Linked DNA regions of Sus scrofa: region 1 is linked to region 2. Evidence: chromatin contacts called from public Hi-C data. All regions are on one chromosome and are shown on one strand. The core of a region is the stretch at or near the end of the contact, and the rest is flanking DNA. Distances in the headings are between cores, read along the strand shown.

The links. A called contact is a pair of places that touch in the nucleus more often than the background predicts.
Region 1: a contact with region 2 is called in a Hi-C map of blood, with 6 times the contacts expected there. A contact is called at or near these places in 1 of 5 promoter capture datasets (liver), 22 of 47 Hi-C or Micro-C datasets (alveolar macrophages, blood, embryonic fibroblasts and 7 more) and 2 of 2 datasets of targeted methods (alveolar macrophages and skeletal muscle).

Annotation. Positions count from the first base shown.
Region 1 is chr3:47,052,811-47,060,326 of Sscrofa11.1, reverse strand. ASTL (astacin-like metalloendopeptidase) reads right to left here and starts at 2,223. Exons shown (of 9, transcript XM_003481133.4): 1 at 1,921-2,223; 2 at 1,143-1,268. The coding sequence starts at 1,972. DUSP2 (dual specificity protein phosphatase 2) reads right to left here. Exons shown (of 4, transcript XM_021087101.1): 1 at 7,386-7,516; 2 at 7,176-7,288; 3 at 6,533-6,752; 4 at 5,511-6,414. The coding sequence ends at 6,200.
Region 2 is chr3:47,017,406-47,024,833 of Sscrofa11.1, reverse strand. It overlaps TMEM127 (transmembrane protein 127), which reads right to left. Exons shown (of 11, transcript XM_021087100.1): 11 at 7,175-7,428. STARD7 (stAR-related lipid transfer protein 7, mitochondrial) reads right to left here. Exons shown (of 8, transcript XM_003124844.6): 8 at 7,166-7,428. Among named protein-coding and RNA genes, the nearest start is that of STARD7, 28 kb to the right of the region's middle.

The DNA of each region.
Region 1 (7,516 bases), core at 974-3,473, 37 kb before region 2:
GAGTCGCTGTGGGTGGGCCGCCCCCCAAGCAGAGGAGGGCATTGCTCCGCGGGCATTCCTGGCTGAGGGCCTTCAGCTGCCAGACCTTAGCCCCCACATTCTCAGCAGCTGGGGAGGGTGTGCGCCTCCCAGGAAAGCTCACCCTGACCAGTCACTGCATGAGGCTCACAGGTAGTTACTGGGCCACCAGCAGCCCAAGCAGAGTGTCCTCCACAGCAGCTGCAAAGCAATGCCAGGGAAGCCTCTGATTGGTCTGGAAGTGGCCAGAATTAGTCACAGTGACCAAGAGGTAGCAGAGCACCCTGCTCGAGCTTCTCCCAGAGTAAGAGGTGGGTGGGCCACATGGCGGCTATTCCATCCACAGAGGCTGATTCCCCTCCCCCAGGCCTAGGTCTGCTCTCCCCCTCAACCCTGTGTTCACCCAACACTTCAGCTCCAACATCTGAACACCAGTCTGTTTCAACCTGCTTAGTCCCAGGTTGGCTATACGTTCTCATTTTTCAGCTGAGGTTCCCCAGACAGGGAGGCCCGAGGCTCATGCTTCCCGGTCTTTGGACCCCCAGCACCTCACACCTGCAGGTCATCCTGCACCAGGTGGCAGCCACATTCCTAAACATCCACTAATGACCACTCAACACCAGACTTGCAGAGCCCCATACTTTATCAGGCTGGTTTAAAAAAACAAAACAAAACCAAAAACCCCTCCACTTTTCCCTCCTTTTTATCAAAGTAACAACCCAGAAGAGCCGATACAGAAAAATGGACCTAAGAATTTGCCTGTGGGAGCTCCCGTTGTGGCTCAGCAGTCAATGAACCTGACTAGCATCCTTGAGGACCCAGGTTTCATCCCTGGCCTTGCTGATAGGATGAGCTCATTGCCATGAGCTGTGGTGTAGGTTGAAGAGGTGGCTCGGATCTGGCGTTGCTGTGGCTGTGCTGTAGGTAGGCAGCTGCAGCTCCAATTAGACCCCTAGCCTGGGAACCTCCATAAGCTGCAGGTGTGGCCCTAAAAAGCAAAAAAAAATTGCCCATGGAAGTGCTACTCAGCAAGACCCACCAAGCAAACTGGCCCATTTCCTCCCTGCTCAGCCGAGAGTTCAGCATGATACCCCCCACCTCACAAGAGGACACAGTGCCCTCACCTTGGTTAATTGCAGGGATGTCCTTGTCCCAGGATGTCTGGGTCCCCTCGGGGGTGAGGTCTTCTGCGAATCTGGTCCCACAGGCTCCAGGGCAGCGAGAGGATGAGGGCGCTCCCAAGATGCAGCCTGGCCCGGACAAGTACATAAGCACAATGCCCGAAGTGCCCCTGAGAGTGACTCAGGATGACTGGACATAGGGTGGGGTGGGGTGGGGGTGGGGGGGATTTGGGGGGGTGGTCAGAGCACAAGACCTGGGCCCTTCACACAAGTAGGCCCCCGAAGGGAGTCCCCGGAGCCCCCTGGCCTCCCCTGGTCCCTAGGGCTGGACAACTTTGAGGAAGGAGCTCCCTTGGCAGGAACAGGACGGGGCTCTAAAAGCGAACCCCAAGCTCTGAGCGTCTGGAGGGAGCAAAAAGGAGGGAGGCAGGGACAGGCCTTAGGCTCCAAGACTGGCAGCTGGGTGTGAGCTAGCCTCGGACCCTGCCCAGCAGCGCCCTCCTCAGCCCAGACCTCCGGAAATGGGCTCAGTCTGGTTGAGCCTGGGGTGAACACCTGCAGGGCCGTTCCTGTTGTCCCTCTGCTCTTAGGGTCTTCAGGAGATCCCCCTCTTGGGGCCCCCAGGTGCTGACTTCTAGGAAGATCCCTAGAAGCTGGTTCTCTGAGTCCGGCAGGTCAATTGGCATCCCTGCAGGCCCCAGCCACACCCTCTGGCCAATCCCACATTGGGTAGGCTGGAGCCAAAACAAGGAAGGCGAGGAGGGTGAAGCAACCCGCTTACCTGGCAAAGTGAGCAGAGCCAACACCCATGGCCAGAGGCCTCCCATGCTCATGCCGCCTACAGTTGGCCCCTCTATCCCCCAGCTAGCAGGAGAGCAAGTTTCCGTGAGATGAAGCAGGCTAATTGCAGACTTCAGGCTACTTCCTCCCCTTAAATAGCAGCTCCTGCAGCCTCTCACCTGCAGCCCTGCCCAGCAGCTCCCACCTGCAGCTTCTCCCACCTGCAGCTTCTCCCAGCCAACTCCATCTGCAGCCCCACCCTCTCGTACCAGCCCAGGCCCAAGCTTTCTGGACCCTGATGAGACCCTTTCTGGCCTGACTGAAGTGGGCGAGAAGGTGAGGAGAAGCAGGGCACAAGGGGTGGGGGTGGGGGTTCCACTTAGGGATGTGCTTCTGCTCAGGTCCCCTCCCTCCGCCAGGGGGCAGAGAAGCATCATGGAGAGGTGAGAGGTGGCAGAGTTGGGAGGAACCTTGTTTTCCAGCCTGGGGAGGCCCCTTTCCCACCACTGCATGGGGCTCAGATGTGGGGAACGCTGCCTGAGACCCTGAGGTGACCCCCAGTCTGACAGTGGAAGGCGGAAAAAGTCACTGTTTTTCTAAACTTTTAGTGCAGTAAACACAGAAAAGCAGACAATTGCAAGTGCTGGGAGCAGGGAGTTCCCACTGTACCTCAGTGGGTTAAGAACCCAACTAGTATCCATGAGGATGTGGGTTCGATCCCTGACCCCGATCAGTGAGGATCTGCCGCTGCCATGAGCGATGGTGTGAGTCACAGATGCGTCTCAGAGCCTACATTGCTGTGGCTACCCAGGGACTTCCATATATCAAAAGTGCAGCCCTAAAAAGCAAAAAGGAAAAGAAAAGAAAAGAAAAGAAAAGAAAAGAAAAGAAAAGAAAAGAAAAGAAAAGAAAAGAAAAGAAAAGAAAAGAAATGCAGTTTGTCTTGAGGGCATTGTGCTAAGTGAAATAAGCCACTCGCAACAGGACAAGTGGTGTATGATTCCCTTAGGTGGGGTAGCCAGAGCAGATTCAGAGGCAGATGGTAGAGACGGTGGTTGCCAGGAGCTGAAGGAGGGGGGATGGGGAGTTATCACTCAATGGGTACAGAGTTTCAGCTTTGCAAGATGGAAAAGATCTGGAGATTGTTTCCCAACAATGTACAGGAACATGCTTAGCATTACTAAAGTGCATGCTGGAAAAATAGTAAAGATGGTACACTTTGTTACATATTTTTTACCAGAATTTAAAATTTTTTAATAATTTTTTTTTTTTTTTGTCTTTTTAGGGCTGCTGCTGCAGCATATGGAATTTCCTGGACTTAGGGGTCAAATCCGAGCCATATCTGCAACCTGTACCACAGCTCTGGGCAACGCTGGATCCTCATTATTATTATTATTATTATTATTTTGTCTTTTGTCTTTTTTAGGGCCGCACCTGTGGCATATGGAGGTTCCCAGGCTAGGGGCTGAATCAGAGCTGTAGCTGCTGTCCTACACCACAGCCACAGGATCCGAGCCGCGTCTATGACCTACACCACAGCTCACAGCAACGGCAGAGCCTTAACCCACTGAGTGGGTTCAGGAATTAAACCCACATCCTCATGGATAATAGTCAGGTTCGTAACCACTGAGCCACAATGGGAACTCCAAAGACCGGATCCTTAACCCACCGAGCGAGGCCAAGGATCAAATCCACATCCTCATAGACACTATGTCGGGTTTGGGTTTTCAACCCTCTAAGCCACAATTTTTATTTTATTTATTTTATTTTATTTATTTATTTATTTGCTTTTTAGGACTGCATCTGAGACATATGGAAGTGTCCAGGCTAGGGGTCGAACTGGAGCCACAACTACCAGCCTACACCATAGCCACAACAATGCCAGATCCAAGCCAAATCTGTGACCTACACCACAGCTCACCACCAGATCCTTTAATCCACTGAGCGAGGCCAGGGATTGAACCCATATCCCTCATGGATACTAGTCAGTTTCCTTACCGCTGAGCCACAACAGAAACTCCAAATTTTTAATAAGTTGGAAGAAAGGAAGGAAAGAAGGGAGGGGCAAAAAGGAAAAGAAATACAGTTTTTTTGAAAGACAAAAACATGGGGGGCGAGGTGGAGTGGAATGGGGTGAAGGTGAGATAGTACGGAATGGGACAGGGGCCTCCACCACCAGTCCTACTGTGTGAGAAGGATCAGGGGACAGGAAGGCCTCAATGACTCAGGGCCCCAGATGTTCCCCGTTTACCCGAGCTGGGTACGGGGATGGTGGGCAGGAGCAAACAGATCCCTCAAGGTCTGTGGAAGCCCTGATGGCAACTCCACCTCTGCTCAGTCCCCCCCCAGGAGCGCCTCCCACACCCCAGAGCAGAGGGAACAAGGGACAGTGGCCCTTCAGTAGCTAATGTTTCCTGAGCACCTACTCTGTGCAGGTGCTGGGCTAAACCTTGACCCGGATTGACTCCTGTAATTCTCAATCTCACCCTAAGAGGAAAACCCCATTTCACAGACAAGGATCCTCAAATCAGAGAGGGCAAGTAAAACTGGCCTCCTAGGTGTCAAACTACACTGCCCGCCTTAGGTGGACCCTACCAGGCACTCAGAGGTGGCCTTCTGTAGGGGTGACCCTTGTGCCGAGTTTGGAAGGACAAGACCGAATGAGGCAGATGACCCTCCAAAGGGCCAGAAACATCAGAATCGAGGCTGATGTAGGATCGGCTCTTGCTGATCTGTCCTCAAGGGCCCCAGCACCCCTGCTCTTGAGCAAATCATGGCACCCCCTTTTCAGCAGCCCTCAGCCTCTGACTGTGGACGGGCCCATGCCTCACGTCTGCCCAGACAACGTCATTCCACGCTGGGCACGTAACCCATGTTCAGTGAAGACGTGCAGCTCGGGAGGCTGTGAAGAGCGCCTAAGTCTATGCCAAGGGACCTGTCCTCCACCCCAAACACCCAACCAAATGTTCTCTGGGGACAGGAAGCTTTGGATCAGGGGCTGCCATGAGCCCTGGCAGGGAGGGCATTCTGAGGCCTGGGGGCCCAGCCTGGGAAAGTGGGAGGTAAGAGGCTATGTTGCCCTGCTGTGGGCACAGGTACACACAGCCCAGGGGAGCCACACCCAACAGGCACACACAGAGACATGGGTGTGTGCAGGTCAAGAACACACAACCACACCCACAGAAGCTGTCACAGACGGCTGCACTCGCACTCACATGCATGCATGGACGCACATGCATGGACGCACACGCACGCACTCACACTCACACAAACAATCCAGAAAGTAAGTAGGTCTGCCCAGGGCAGTGCTGGATCCAGCTCTGAAGGGTACACACAATCTTGTCCCATAGGACCAAAGGTGGAAACTGGAATAAGGCCGGAGCCAGCCTCCCAAGAAACCACGGCTTTCAGCTCTAGAGACAGAAGGCTGCCTGAGAAAAGACACCAGCCCCAAGGGGACCAGGGCAAGGAGGTGAGGTCACTCTGTGCCTTCCTCCTTCCATTTTCCGCACAAAGGAAGGTGAGGTCTGATTGAGAAACGGCTTTTGAGCACTTTCCCAGGCACCAATTGGAGACCAGACACTGGAGAAGTTGTTTCTTAAACAAAACAATATTTTATTGACACATCTTCAATGTTCCATATAAATATAAAGTGCTAAGTTTCCAACCCAGCCCACAGGGCTGGGAGGAAGTGGGGGAGGGAGTGTTAAATGTCAGTTGAACACAAATAACTTTCCAGCGCCAACACAGGCGTGAAACACTCACACTCACACACACACACACACACACACACACACAGGCAACCAAGAGGTCCAGACACGGCATCTGCCTTACTTCCCCAAGCCCCGCGCAGGGCTCAGGCTCCAGGCCTCAGGGTGGACCACCCCAGACAGGGCTCCTGGTTGTCACAGCTTATTCCTTGGAGCCCTCAGGCCTCCAAGGGCTCTGGCATGGTGGGGCCAGTGGGAATCCATGGGTGTAGAGTCCAGTTCATTTCTGCCAGAGGACGGAGGAAGAGGGAAGCAGAACAGCCTCCATTCTCCTTCCAGGATGAGGACTGAGGGCCAGCCCTCAAACCCCTAGCAGAAGAGCACCAGGTGAGAAAGTCCAGCATTGCCGTATCCCCAGCGCCTCCACCTGGGGCTTTTCAAACTCCAAGGAAGGGGCCGCTCTCCTTGAGGTGGGGGGTGCAGTGGGGGACTGGGGCCCCAGCTGTCCCCAGGAATCAGGTAGCCCTGTGCTCCTGGGCCCTGGGGGAGCCAACATGGTGGCGCCCAGCCTCAGTGACACAGCACCTGAGTCTCAAACTGCAGCAGCTGCCCCATGAAACTGAAGTTGGGGGAGATGACTCCCCTGCGTTGTTTAACAAAGTCAAAGGCCTCATCTAGACGCACTCGACGGTTCTGTATCAGGTACGCCAGGCAGATGGTGGCGGAGCGTGAGATGCCTGCCTGGCAATGTACTAGCACCCGGCCTCCACTGTTCTTCACCGAATCTGCAAAGGAAATGGGAGAGAGGGGCGTCAGACAGGAAGGTGGGCTGGGCAAGAGACAGGTGCCCCAGCTCCTGCCCCTGGAGCCCCGCTAGGTCCCACGCCAAGGCCTGCCTCTTACCAATGAAGCCGATAGCCTCCTGGAACCAGGCACTGATCTCCACCATCTGGTTGTCCTCCACAGGGATGCTTTTGTAGCGCAGCAGGCCCTCAAAGTGGTTGGGGCAGCTGGCCGAGACATTGAGGACCGCAGTGATGCCACAGGCCTGCAGCCCCTGCAGGTCAGATGAGTGGCTGCAGCTGCCCAGGAACAGGTAGGGCAAGATCTCCACAGGGCCACCCTGGAGAAGAAGAGGCAGAGGCAGCGGTGAGAACTCAGCTCTGGCCTAGAGGGCTGGAGCACCGCGGTGGGTGGTTGTTGGGCATAGACACCGTGGCAAACCGGCCAGGGAAGAGAAACCCTTAGCCAGTCCTAACCGGGAATCAGACATGGGGACACGCAGAGATATACACTCACAGACAGACATTTCCCCCCAAGCCCCCAAATTACGCTGCTCATAGGACAGACACAGACTCTCCGAGATGCTCACGAGCAAGTAAGGCATACACAAAGGTGTTCTCCCCTTTAGGGGTGAGGACACACATACACAGGTGACTGTGGGCATAGACAAACTCCTGCTCCCACAAATGGCAGACTCTTTCCCCAGAGGCGCCTACCCTTGGGGTCAGCGGGACATTGACAAGGAACCCCGATCTCAACTCACCTGGTCATACAAGGGAGCCCTGGGGTCGGGGCGGCTGTTTTCGGGCAGCATTGGCAGGGCGGGGGACTCAGAGCACAGATCGGGGCAGCAGGCCTGGAAGCCATCGAAGCCTCCTGCAAGTTGGATCAGGACACGGTTAGCCGGGAGGGCCCGTCGGGGTTCGGGGACGCGGCAGCCGAGGGCGGGGAACGCTGGCCGGCCGGCACTCACCTGGCAGGAAGTACACAAGGGTGGGCCCGGCGCGGGTCTCGTGCAGGAGCGCGGCGAGCAGAGCGTGGGCTGGACCGTCGGGCGGGAGCTCGGCCACCGAGGCGCTGCCTTCATCCAGCACCACGGCCCGC
Region 2 (7,428 bases), core at 2,869-5,368:
ATCGTTCCTAGTCGGATTCATTTCCACTGTGCCACGAGGGGAACTCTGGAATTTTCATATACAATTGTCCCTCAGTATCTGTGGGGGATTGGTTCTAGGAACCCCCCTCAGATACCAAAATCCTGGAATGTCCCTTATATAAAATGGAGCAATATTTGCATATAATCTATGCACTTTCTCCCATACACCTTAAATCATCTCTAGTTGACTTAAAATACCTAATACGATGTAACACTGTGTAAACAGTTGCTGCCCTTTTTGGAACTTCCTGGAATTTAAAATGTACATATTTTTTTCAATACAAGTTTGGTTGAATCCACGGCTGTAGAATCCAAGGATGTGAAAGACCAGCCGTGGTACCTAAAATGAAAAGTCAGGGTGTGGTAATACAATCCTATTATTTAGAGACCTGGAGGGAAATACCAATATAACCCCTGTGAGAGATGAGACTGGTTGCTCCTGGGCAGGAAAAACAGTAGGATAGAGGGTTTTGCAACAAACTATAAGAACTATTTGTCTATTTATTTATGTATGTATGTATGTATGTATTTTCAGGGCCAAACCCTCAGCATATGGAGGTTCCCAGGCTAGGGGTCAAATCAGAGCTACAGCTGCCAACCTACACCACAGCCACAGCCACATCCACGCCAGATTGGAGCTGCACCTGCAACACCACAGCTCACGGCAACACCAGATTCTTAATCCACTGAGCAAGGCCAGGGCTCAGACCCCAGTCCTCATGGATACTAGTCGTGTCCATCACTGCTGAGACACAACTGGAACTATTTGACTTTTTAGATATGCAAACAATTCAGGTGTCCATTGATGAATAAAAAAGATGTGCTGTCTATATATACATGTGCATGTGCGTGTGTGTGTGTGTGTGTGTGTGTGTATACATCTTTTTAAAAAATTTATTGCAGTATAGTTGATTTACAATGTAGTATTAGCTTCAGGTTTATAGCACCATCTTTCTTCATCAAATTCCCACCTCCCTAGAGTGGGAATGGGATTGGCCACCAGGAGCAGCAAGGCAGCAAATCAGAGCTCTGCCTCCTTGTCTCCACCTCAGTCCCTCCCAGCTATACACCCTGCGTCCAGGCTGGGGGCCTCCTCTCCCCACCAACCTGTACACACCCACACAGGCTGTGGTCGTCTGACCCATTTCCTCGCTCGTGGGTGTATCCATAGGTCATGATGTCAGTGACGGCTTTGAGGGAGGGGGTGCTGTCCAAGGAGACCACAGCGAACTGTCGGTTTCAGTGAGCCATAAAAGTCTTTGCAGCAGCCTCGGTGGCCTGAGAAACAGCTCCCAGCAGGCGGCACAGCCCTGCCCCCTGCTGCTGCCACAATGAAGTTCAGGCCAGGTGACAGTGGCCACACAGGGAAGCCGTTCTGGACTCCAAAAGGGGCCATTTCTTTTGAAAAGTCACTCTTAAATTGAGTTCTCTGCCATCTCCTCTCCTTGTGTCCCCTCAAAACTCCTAGTTTTGAAGTCCTAACCCCCATACCACAGACCATGAGCTTATTTGGAAGTAGTGCCCCTGTGGACGTCACTAGTTAGGTTCAAATGAAATCATACTGGAAGAGGATGGGCCTGTCATAACTATGACAGGTTTCCTTACAAAAAGGGGAAACTTGGACGCAGACATGGGTAACCAGGGAGAACACCACATGAACATGAAGGCCGGGATGAAGGCTACCAGTGTCGCCTACCTGCAGGAGAGGCTGGTTCAGTTTTTCCCTCTCAGCCTAGGAGGAGGCCAACCCTGCTGCCACCTCAATCTCCAGCCTCCAGAACTGGGAGACATTATGTTTCTGTTATTCCAGCCACTCAGTTTGTGGCACTTTGCTATGACAGCTCAGCAAATGAGAATATCCCCTGGCATTTTTGCCTTTTTAACTGAGTCCAGAGGCTTTGAAGTAAGGCACTTAAAGTTGTAGGTATGTTTTAGCTATAAATCGGCAAAGCATGCCCCATTTCTCTTCTCTCCTTCCCTCAGCAAAATGACCTCTGAATTTTCATTGGGCAGATGGCTGCTCAACATATAGAATATTTCTCAGTGGCTGGGTGTGGTCTTCTGCCTAAATTCTGGCCCCTGGGCTGTAAAGAGAGTGGCAGTGTGTGCCACTCTGGGAAGTGTCCTCAAGGGGAGAGAGCTTCTCTCTTCCTCTTGCTCCTTCTTGCTGGCAGGGCACAGATATGCTGGCTGGAGGTGGGGCAAACACAGCCCCACGATGTTCACCTGCTAGGGAAGAGTCCCAGGCAGTCTTGGGCTCCATGTTCTAGGAAGAGCACTGACAAATTATAGTATATTCAGAATTATTATTCAGTGCTTCTTGGGTCTCATCCCTGGAGATTCTGATGTAACTGGGATTCTATCCCCTGTGATGTGGGACAGGCTGCAGAAGCCAGAATCTGGGAGGATCACAGAGCTAACATGCCCACCCTGGACTGGCTACATTCAGAAAAGAACATCAGTGTCAGTCTTGTTTAGGTCATTCTGTGGGTTTCTGTCCTTCAGGTCTGAACATAGTCCTAACTTATGTGCGTGGCAGAATTTCAAGATATGATAAAGTGCATTAACCATAAAAACGCCCAAAATTACCACTTTCAAACATCCATTCTACCTTTTTAGATGTAGTTAGGCTCTTTAAAAATAGATAATAAAGTTAGGTTACTTATAAGTCATCTGACTTTTTTTTTTTTTTTTTTTTTTGCTTTTTAGGGCCACACCTGTGGCACATCAAAGTTCCCAGGCTAGGTGTCGAATCAGAGCTACAGCTACCGGCCTACACCATGGCCACAGCAACCTGGGATCTGAGCCACATCTGCGACCTATACCAGAGCTCACGGCAATGCTGGATCCTTAACCCACTGAGTAAGGCCAGGGATTGAACCTGCGTCCTCGTGGATACTAGTCAGATTCGTTTCCACTGAGCCAAGATGGGAACTCCTGAAATTTTTTTTTCTTTGCTTTTTTAGGGCTGCACCCATGGCATATCGAAGTTCCCAGGCTAGGGGTCGAATCAGAGCTGCAGCTGCCAGGCTACACCACAGCAATGCCAGATCTGAACTGCATCTGTGACCTACACCACAGGTTGTGGCAAGGCCAGATTCTTAACCCACTGAGCAAGGATGGGGATCGAACCCCCATCTTCATGGATACTAGTCGGGTTTGTTTCTGCTGAACCACAGCGGGATCTCCTGAAGAAAATTTTAAGTGCATTTGTGGACCAGAATCAACCAGAATGAGGTTACTATTGCAAATGTGACAGTGTGTGGCCTAGGAGTTCCTTTGGAATGATGGTTTGTTGTTGGTTTTTTTTTGGTCTTTTGTCCTTTTAGGGCCACACCCGTGGCATGTGGAGGTTTCCAGGCTAAGGGTCTAATCGGAGCTGTAGCCACCAGCCTACACCAGAGCCACAGCAACGCCAGATCCGAGCCTCATCTGCAACCTACACCACGGCTCACGGCCACGCCGGATCCTTAACCCACTGAGCGAGGCCTGGGATCAAACCCACAACCTCATGGTTTCTAGTCAGATTTGTTTCCGATGAGCCATGACGGGAACTCCTGGAATGATGTTCTATCAAGTACACTGAGGTTGGTAAAAACACGCACATTTTACATTAATGTCACTTCCATCCATGGGCTATTGTTTTTAGAAAGTTTCAGGCTTATTAGAAATAAGAGCTCTCAGATTGTATGAAGGATATTTCCATTTTGAAAAGAATTTCCAAGATCCTGTCCTACAATGCTGGGTATAGAAACTGGTTATTTTGTAATTCAACATTTTAAAAAAATGCTACCTCAAGATGTCCCCAAGAAAACAGCCCCATCTCTTTATATTTGGAAACATGGTATGGAGTACATCCTACAGTTTTCAGGAGAGAAATTATGCTTCTGATACTCATAGAAAGAGCACCGTCAAACAATCGGCGATTGGATGATAGAACCAGGGGGTAGGGGGAGGCGTAAACCACATAACATTTAACAAGGATGGATAAAAAGAAAGCCCATGATCTAGGTTCCAAAGGAAGCTGACCACCCTGAGGAGGAACCTAGCACAGCAGTATTTACAGGAAACTAACCTGTTTGAAACCACCGCTAGAGGTCTTTTTTTTTTCCATTTAATTTTTTTTTTTTTTTCGCTAGAGGTCTCTGTAGCGGTCAAAGCTAGGTCTGCATCCTGGCTCTGTCACTTCCTGTGTGACTTTGAGCAAGAAAATTACTTAACCTCTGATGCCACTTCTTGCCTATGAAACAGAGAGAGCTACATCCTTGCAGGGCTCTTGTAGGATTCGATGAGATCCTGCATAAAGCATGAAGCACAGGGTCAGGCACAGCAAGTGCTTGGGAAGTGATATTATCAGCTGATTCCAAGCCCAACAGAAGACAACAGTGTGACAACAAATTAGTAACACCTTAGGTCCTAATAGTAGTATGCAGATCAAGGAGCTTGCGGCTTACTCTGTAGCCTTTAGATAGCATTAACACGCACCACTGTCACCACCAGCAATTCTAGTGTAACTGGCCTGGGTGAGGCCCAGGGATGGGTTTTCAAAGCTTCCAGGCGGAGCCAAGTTTGAGAACCTGTGTCACACTACCTATCGAAGGCAGCCATGAAGCTGCAGCCATGAAGCTGCATTGTTCTTATAATGACACTAATCCCATCACAGTGCATTACGAAGGGTAGGCACTTAGCTGCCATTGACAATGGACACAAATGCAACATGATGCTTAATTGGATCCTGAATTTGGGAGCAGAGGGGTGTAGTAAATCACTTAGGGGACAACTGGGGAAAATTTTAATATGGATTAAATTATTAGACATTGTGACACTGCTTACCTGTGTGCTAATGGCACTGTGATTACAAAGAAGCATTTTGGAGTTCCCGTGGTGGCATAGTGGTGGCAAACCTGACTAGTATCCATGAGGACATGAGTTCCATCCCTGATCTCACTCAGTAGGTTAAGGATTGCCGGCATTGCCACGAGCTGTGGTGTGGGTCACAGACGTGGCTCAGGTCCTGCGTTGCTGTGGCTGTGGTGTGAGCTGGCAGCTACAGCTCCAATTCGACCCCTAGCCTGGGAATCACCATATGCCACGGGTTACAGACAAAAAATAAAAAAATAAAGAAGAACTTCAAGTGTTTAGGGGTGAAATGTATTTGTAACTTACTTTCGAGTGGTCCTGAAAAACGTATTAATCTACTTAAGCCACCATAACCCATAAAACATACACAAACTGAGTGGCTTTAACAAGAGAAATTTATTTCTCAGTTCTGGATGCTCAATGTCCAAAATTGAGGTGCTGGCCGATTCTGTTTCTGGCAAGAATCCTCTCCCTGGCTTACCAAACAGCTGCCTTCAGTGTCCTCAGTGAGAGAGAGGCAGGGCAAGCAGCCCCTGGCAGTTCTTATAATGACACTAATCCCATCACAGGGCCCACCCTCCTGACTTCATCTAAACCTACCACCTCTCAAAGGCCACATCTCCAATACCGTCACATGGGGCTTGGGGCTCCAGCACAGACTTTAGGACATGGTCCAGCCACAGCAAAGCGTATACAGGAAGAAGATAAAGCACACCTCACAGCAAGTTGTTAGTCGGCAAAGTTAGGGGAAAGATGCACAACATTTTATTTTTGTTACACTTCCAAATTTTCAATCTGTATGAAATTGTTCAAAACTAAAAAGTGGAGGATTTTTGAAGCTGCTGGTGACATAAAGCCTGGGAAAAAGCTCAGTCACAAGAGCACTGTCTTCAAGAACATGAGGTGCTATTCCATGGAGGATTTTCTAGTGTTGTTCCGAGGAGCAAGGGGCTTGATCCATCGGGAGATGTTATGAGGTCCATGTGGTCTCGATGTAGAGGTTCCTTAAAGCTGGAGCCATTCAACAAGGGAAAAGTTGTTCTCAGTAACAACTCAGAGCTTCTCCACAGAAGTGTTCACACAGACCCTGGAGAATGGCGGGGAGCTACGCAGGGGCCTCCACGAGCAGCAGGTGAAGGCCAGAACCACCAGCTCTCCAGACGTCCGTGAGACAGACAGGTGTACAACCTGATAAGCTGCCCGCCAGCAGAGATGCCTTTCCAGTGAGGAAAGAGCTCTGTAGTTTGGGTATGCATCTGTGTTCCCCTCGCTGTCTCCCACAGGAAAAACCACAAACTTAAAATCCATGTTATGTGCAAAGTGTCTCTAAGGTATCGAATTACCTTGTGTGCACAATCCGCACTCCAGCAGAGGTGCCTGTGTGCTCTGACTACCCCCCTGTGGTGGTTCTGAGCTCATCACCTTCTCTCCAGCTGGGGTCCTGAAGTGCACCCCATCGTGCCAGAGTCCCCTCCTTCCTCACTCCCGCCCAAGTTATACTATCAACAAAGCTCTAACGCTGTCTCCTCCAAGCTGATCCTTTTCTTTTCTTCTTTTTTGGCCACCCAGCAGCATATGGAGTTCCTGGGCCAGAGATCAGAACCAATCCACAGTTGAAACCCACGCCACAGCTGCTGCAACAATGCCAGATCCTTAACCCACCACACTGGGCCAGGGATCAAACCCGAGTCCTGGCACTCCAGAGACACCACTGATTCCATTGCACCAAAGCAGTAACTCCACCAATCCTTCTTTTATTATTTCCTTTTTAGGGCCACACCTGCGGCATATGGAAGTTCCCAGGCTAGGGGGCTGAATTGCAGCTGCAGCTTCTGGCCTACACCATAGCAATAGCAACGCCAGATCCAAGCCACATCTGTGACTTATGCCAGAGCTTGAGGCAACCTCAGATCCTTAACCCACTAGGCGAAGCCAGGGATGGAACCCACATGCTCACAGAAACCAGTTGGGTTCTTAACCCGTTAGGCCACGACTGGAACTCCTGATTCTTCTCTTAAAATGAAAGGTATGAGATACTAGTAGATCCAGATGAGAAAGTAGAAATAGGTGGTTTGTTTTCAGTTGCCAAACTGGTCACCTGGAAAGGGGTCATGGTTTAAACCAAGTGGTTGGTAAGCAGTTTGTCAGTTACCAAGAAAGACCAAGCCCTGCTGCTTCCAGGGCCAACTCTATGAGCAGAACATACTTCTTTTCAACTTTATGATCAGAAAGGAATGATAAGCCCAATACACAAGATTTCCCCACCAACATCTGTCCAAAGACACACTCTTTCATCCCAATCCTTACGTATTTATTCACACATTTGATAAAAATGTCACAGTCAGGAGTGAAATCATTACAATGACATGAGTAACTGTACAGTCCCAAGTGCAGAGTCAAAATGCCCAAAAGCACAATGTGAGCAACATCCAGCCCCTGAACCCCTGTGCACTCACACCACCCACATGCTGGAAGCTAAGTTCAGACATAACCCAGGGGCTCTTCCCTGCTTCTGGCAGGTCCTGGAAGTGAGGAGAGAAATGAAAAG